Linked DNA regions of Mus musculus: region 1 is linked to region 2. Evidence: chromatin contacts called from public HiChIP or PLAC-seq data. All regions are on one chromosome and are shown on one strand. The core of a region is the stretch at or near the end of the contact, and the rest is flanking DNA. Distances in the headings are between cores, read along the strand shown.

What was found. HiChIP or PLAC-seq counts read pairs in DNA pulled down with a chosen protein or histone mark.
Region 1: an HNF4G HiChIP or PLAC-seq map of pancreatic cancer cells shows a contact between it and region 2. The contact joins the promoter of Inpp1 here to the enhancer-like site in region 2. A contact is called at or near these places in 11 of 39 promoter capture datasets (the C10 cell line, the HPC-7 cell line, cranial neural crest and 8 more) and 1 of 115 datasets of contacts at active chromatin or transcription factors (pancreatic cancer cells).

Annotation. Positions count from the first base shown.
Region 1 is chr1:52,816,090-52,819,479 of GRCm38.p6, forward strand. It overlaps Inpp1 (inositol polyphosphate-1-phosphatase), which reads right to left and starts at 1,599. Exons shown (of 6, transcript NM_008384.2): 1 at 1,313-1,599.
Region 2 is chr1:52,453,417-52,456,776 of GRCm38.p6, forward strand. Nab1 (Ngfi-A binding protein 1) reads right to left here. Exons shown (of 8, transcript NM_008667.3): 8 at 2,433-3,360. Among named protein-coding and RNA genes, the nearest start is that of Gm23460, 11 kb to the left of the region's middle. Within about 2 kb of position 1,470, at least 44 of the 459 cell types and tissues checked have an H3K27ac peak or open chromatin away from gene starts, as enhancers often do. A contact at or near this core is called in pancreatic cancer cells, where this site is marked.

The DNA.
Region 1 (3,390 bases), core at 349-2,848, 360 kb after region 2:
GTAAAAGAGGAAATACCTATATAACGATTTACCTTTATTGCTTGTATTTTTATTGGCCTTCTGTGTCTAAAAATAAATTAGAATTTTTTCTCCAATTACTCCAAGTACAAGTATAATCTAAATGTGCAATAATGAACTTCACACTACAGAGTGAGAGTCTAAGGTGCAAGTGGTGGCTTAGTTCAAAAACTTGCAAAGAAGAGTTCTTAGTCTATTCAAAAACTGAAGTGTAACTTTATGTGTCTTACACAGTCTTCTTCATTGCTAAGAATTAACTGCAAAAGTATTATAAAAGTCCTTTAAATGTAAGTTCTTAAGAAAACAGCAAACAGGCACGTGCAGGGGTTAAAATCGGCTTTCCCGTTGCCTGTATTTTCCCTTTCATTCTGTACTTTCAGATGCCTGACTGAGGTCATCTTGCTAGTCCATCAGCCAAAAGTAGTCCCTGGGGTTGTTTTCTTCCTTAGATTGTTACCAGGTGGGTGGACCTAAGTCTTACCATCTGATTAAAACTGGGAATTAAGGGCAAGGAGCCAAAAAAGCAAAGCAAAACAAAACAAAACAGAAAGATTCATTCTGCATGGGATACATATATATTAAGAGTCCTGTCCGCACGGCCTCAAGCCGCAGTCCTTTTGACGCGAACACCCTCACACAGTGGGCAAACTTCCACGTGTTCCGGTCCTAGTTTTAAGGACAGAAATCTCCAAAGTACACACCGCGCTTGTTAACGTGTATTCCCTAGATTTTTCTTTCACACCTCATGTCTGACAGTCCATATGATTTTTACCAAAGCCAGGTTAGATAATTTAGATGACACCCTTCTATGCTGTCCACACCCACTGCCTAGACATGTCTCACAAAACCATACTTCAAAATGTAGAAAAAATATACCCCCGGACTGTTTAGTCTACACCCATCCAATGGGTCTCTAGAGACAGTCAACGTGGATCCACGTTAGAAGCATCTCTCAGGCAAACTGCTCCCCTACTTCTTGACAGCTACGCCACCTACCCGTGGAACCTGGGCCTCTGCTTCTGACCATTCTCAGATCACCTCATTCAACCTAGAGGCTAGTGGTAGGAATGGAAAGAACCGAGCAGAAGAAGCTACTCTGCGGGCGATTGGATTTCTTTCGGTGGCTTCTGCAGAGCTAAGGGGGCGGCGTGATCCGCGAGCTTAGCCTCTCGGTTCGGGGTTCGGGCTCTGTGTGGGTGGGCACGGGCAGGCCGGAGAGGCCTCGATGCAGCGACCCGGTACCTCGCAGGCCCAGGCGCCGAGGCCAGTAGCCTTCGGCCGGAGACCGACTCACCTGCCCTCTGCAGAGGCGATGGAGCGCGCGAGGCTCGCGGGGACCCAAATGCGCGGAGGTGGAGACGCTGGACACCGGGGAGGGGTGGCGAAAGCAGGAAAGCGGATTACCTAAGCGAGGATGCAGAGCCCCAAGGAGGATACAGCCTTTCCCAGAGAAACGGAAGAGGCGGAGGAGGGGCGAGAGAGGAGGAAGGGAGTGCCAACGCCTGGAGGTGGTCGCGCTGGGACCTGGCGCAATCCTCCTGTGGCGGGCACAGCCGGAGGGCAAGCCGCCAGGAAAACACCGGAGGTCACCGCAGCGAAGGCGGGGAGGCGCCCTGCCTCTCTTGGCTCCAGCAGTGCAGCCCAGTTTCTGCCAGGTCCCGGCCCCGCCTCTTTCCCCCGGGGCGGGTGGCCTCTTGCTTCTGGGGCGGGCGAGGGCATCCCACGCCAGCCAGCCTGAGTCTGGCCTCCGCGACGTCACAAGTGAAGCTTTGTCAATTTGCTTGAGAGGGCCAGAAAGGTCAGGGTTGCCTCAACCACAGTTCTTGGTGTGCATTGTTTCTTCAGAAGCACCCAAAAAGTCTTTGAGAATATTCCTCCTCCATTCATTTGAACCCTTGGTGTTATGGGTTTGACAGATGGTTTGAAGCTGTGAAGTTGGACTTCCTGCTAGAATGAGTCCCCCTGTTCTAATAGAAGCGTCTAGGTTCCTACATGTTTGTTTAGTCAAAGCAGTGTCTTCTGGACCTTATTAGTTGTGGGTCAAGGCCCAGCCAGGCAAGAAGCACATGTTGGGTGGGAAACTCATCTCTTGCTGCAACCCTTTTAAACTAATGCTCAGTGTGACTTAAAGATATAGTTGGGAGTGGTAGGTGGAAATAGAAATGGGTGGTGATGGACAAAGGGCAGCAAGGGTAAGAATTTTAAAAAGGGCAACATTCAACTTTGGGATAGAAGGGGCTCAGAGTCTCTGTGAGTGCTCTGGGCCCTTCTGTCCTGGTAAGATTTATCCGGCTTCCCTGTGATTTATTCTGTGGCTGGAACTGGGAAGCACTTCAACAATTCTAGCCTGCAGGCTTTCTCATCAACCTCTCCCCAAGCTCCCATTTATTTATGCGCAGTACTGCGATGGCACCTCACCCACTTCCATTCCCCATCCGCCTTCCATTCACTCACAGGTTCAGTGGATTCAGCCTTCTTTCTCACTTTTACTTTGTTTTGTTTTGTTTTTGGTAAGAGTCTCACTTTATAACCCTTGCTGGCCTCAAATTCGCTATCCTCCTGCTTCTGCCTTCTGGGTGCTGGGAGTACAGATGGGTGCTACCATGCCTAGATCCTCATATTGTCCTTTAGTTCCATTCTCTTAAGTCCATTCTTGGTGTTACAGCTGATATTAATTATGAAATCATATCCATGACAGCAAAATCAAGGAATAATATAAATGTGACATTTACCATAAGGAAATGGGAGTAGATTTGTATCTAGGAGCAGAACTGGGGAGGGGCTAGAGTAGGAGCTATGACTCTAGCCCATTTCTCTGCAGGTGCAGAGACCACCCTACAATACGTATCTCACTGGATCACTTGCTTGCTCTGATCTCTATTAACACTTGGAGCAAACTGCTGGTGATCAAGGCACATTTCCTCCTCCTCACTGTCAACTTTGCCACTCACACTTAGTGACCCTTTTACCAAACCGGATCTAGATGTCAATCCACAAACTTTTAGAATTCCATGTTTATGGCTGCCATTGCTATTGCAGCAGTCTCTTGCAGCTCTAACACACAGCTATAAGAGCTGGATAACTGGTAAGTCTTACCTCATAACTGATGAGATGGCACAGCAGGTAAAAGTGCATGCCACCAAGCCTGATGAACTCACTTGGATTTCTGGTACCCACATGGTGAATAGAGAGGACTGACTCCCCAAAATTGTGCTCTGGCCTCCATTTATGCGCCACAGCACACCTGTGTGCTCACATACACACAGTTATAATCATAAAAAATAATTTTTAATTAGGTATTTATTTCAGTTACATTTCCAATGCTATCCCAAAAGTCCCCCACACGATCCCCCACCCATTCCCACTTCTTGG
Region 2 (3,360 bases), core at 220-2,719:
GCTCAGATTGGACAGCTCCAACAGCAGCCTCACACACCTCTTGCAGCAACCCACTTAAACCCTGTGGATGTCCTCGGAACACTCAAGAATCCAGCTTGTTTTATTTTAGGATATTTCTGATCTTCTCAAAGCCTCATTTCCTTAAGATGCTTCTAATTGTTTCCCAAGGGGTTGGATTCAGTCAGCACCCTCCTTGCCACCAGTTTCATCTCTAATCTTTAGAGATTTTCTACTTCATCTGTAACAGTATCTGCCTGTGTCTGTTTCACACCCCACCTTGGTGGTTCCAACATGCTAGTCACAAGCAGTTGGATCGTTTTACTTCTGGCTTCAACCTTGGATTCAACCTTCCCTGTGTTGATTTCCTTCAGAGAATCTCTGCCGGAATCTTGACACTTAGCTAACTGGCTCACACAGCTATCAATGTGATCATTTTTATGCATGTCTGGTGGTTTTGTCATATGTGAATATTTAAGTCTAATCTATAAGTAGTGTTTACTGTGCCATATTTATGTATCATGCTTGTCCTTAGATTTAAGGAATATTAGCATCAGAAGCATGGACTAGTCCAGGTGTATAGAAACCATTACTAACACCTTAGGGATGTGTCTTCTCATCTGCATAGCTGAGATGATAAATACTTACAGATTATGCCAATTAAATGTGAAGCTGTTGGCCCTGTGCCAGGAAACAGTAGATTTGTGACATCCCACTGTTGTAGTTCCCAGAAGTTTAAGAAGACTAATCTGTTCTAGGTCATGTGCCTCATGAGACAGAACTAGTCTTGTCTTTTAGTATGAAACCAAAGGAAAAAAATGAACTTTTCCCATGTAAACCAACCATCACTCATAAACTTAGTCTCGGCAAAAGAAACCCTTCATCCTTCCCATTTAAAACCTTGCAGTATCAAAGATGTTCTTTGAAAAATGAGGTGTTCCCCATTCATTTCACCCTTCATATTAATTCTAACTGGAAATTGCCATTAACTACCCTAAGAACTTTAGTTTAAGTATCTGTGATAGCCCAATCTCATCAAACACTCTGCCTTGTGCCTTATCAATAAAGCCGAAGAACCCGTGTTAGCTGATGCATGTAAAATGGATTCATACAATGAACACAGACACACTTTGATAACAGAAGACTGTCTGAAAGGGCAAGGATAGCCTTGTCAGCATCAATTGTGGGTGGGAACTCACTTTGTCTGAGTCAGGACCTGAGAGTAGGAGTATGCATGTCAGAGGGAGATAAAACTCAAATGGTGAAATTCAGCAGAGCCTGTGTGTGAGAACATCTTTATAAAGAAATCTTTTTGTCTGGGAAGGACGAGCGCAGGTTTGGTGCTAGACCACAGGTGACAGTTGATGATAGCATTTACCCTCAGAAAATTACCAAGCTTATGCTGAGTCAGTTACTGGCAGGACTCCACCTACACACACACTGCCTAAGCAGCTGCCTCTGTACTTAAGCCCAAGTGACCTGCCAAGAGAAGTGTCTGCAGCAGTTAGAAGAGAAGGGCATTCCTTGCTTGGATTATGTGTGGGTGCTAAATACGGCACTTGAAACCTACATCTATGAGGTGTAAATTTTTAATACAAAGATGACTCACAAGGTTTCACAATGTGTAAATATGAAGTACAGTCTAATTTATAATGTCATGGGTTCTTACCACAGCAACGCTGCTTATGGGGTTGATTAGCAAATTGTTTGGACTACCAGGAAACTTGGAATTTGACACTCCTTGGTTAACAGAGGAGACTCATGGGACTTTTTTTTTTTTTTTTAGCTTTTGTTGCTGCATTTCTATCTTGTACCAATGTTACCTGTATAACCTACATTTTGAAGCATCAGATTTTGATGGCAGCATCCAACATGACATTTCTTTGGAGTTGTAAAAAATCAAGTTGATACTTTGGAGAAGGCACAATGAAAAACTTAAATAGAGAGCAATTATAAAGATTTAAAAAAAATAGGGGCTGAGAACATAGCTTGGTGGCAGTGTTGATCTTGAATGCATGAGGTGCTGGGTTCAACTGTAGAATCATAAAAAGTGGATTAAAATTCTGGAACATAAAGTAGAATTTATGTTTTTCCCAGTTTCTAACAGTGCACATCTTTGTCTTGTGATGCTGTGTAGAATTTAAAACACTCTACTGAGAGTTTAGCAAAGGTAAGCAAACTGAAGAATGGTAAGTGGCAGTCAAGCACAGCCAGAATCCACTTTCCCACTGAGGTGTCTTAATTTGCCTGTGGCAATCAGGATGCACGGTGTACAGAAATTAAATAATCAGTGCTCACAAACCTAGTATCTTGTTTCAATTCTGAGCCAGCTCCACCAAGCTACCCTCTGCCCCACATGTATGCCACAGCATGTGTTAAACATGTCATGCACACACAATGAACACATTTTCAAAACAGGTAGATAACCCATGTTATACACTTGAATATGTACCATTTTTATTTACCAATTAATGTCTTTTCCTTTTGCAACTGAGTCTTCCTGTGTAGGCCAAACTCAAACTACAGTTGCCCCACCTCAACCTTCAAGGACTAATTAAAAGTGGGCATCATCACACTGGCCCAATTAACTACTTTAAAAATAGAAAATCAATGAAATATTTTAAAAATAAAAAGAGAAAGCTAATGGTAAGTAGCATGTCATGTGAATGCTAAAAAATCGAGTTTAGTGCTTGGTGAGTTATTTTTAAATGCTTCTGTTCTAGACATCATATTAAATCACTACAACAATATTAAACTTTTCCTTTGGTTGAGGGTGAACTGGCAGAAATGAGCCCTTTTATGTCTTACAAGTGAGATCTGGACATAAATGGAGCAGTCAAAAGAACAGTCTTAGAAATTATGACCAAAGAATCAGGCACTGCCAAGAGACCAGAATTCAAAAGAATACTGTAGTGCTCAAGAATCGTGTGGCCTAGCAGCTATGAAAATATGAAAGAAGGAAGGAGTTCTAATGAATTTATAACAAAACCAGCTATTATTTATCATTCTTTCTAAAGCTATGGTAAAAAAAATAGACAGAAAAATATGTGTAAGTAGAACATAAGACTAATTTAAAAGAATTATGAACTTAAATTATGATTTCATATTTTCTGCACAAGAACAAGTGATTGTTTTCTTCATTTCCGTAAGTCAGCCAAAGCAGAATCCAGGGGTGACCTGGACGATTTAGCCACCACACATTCAGAATTGAAAGCATTATCACAGTGTCGGCTTCTGATCTCTTAGGTGTCGGGAATGTTTGTCTTGCACGGTTGCTATGGAAACAGTTGTCATCAATGTGTGTTTTCAATAACAGTGGACACTGAGTCATCCTTTGTTAACTTGAAGGCCACTGGAGAATGT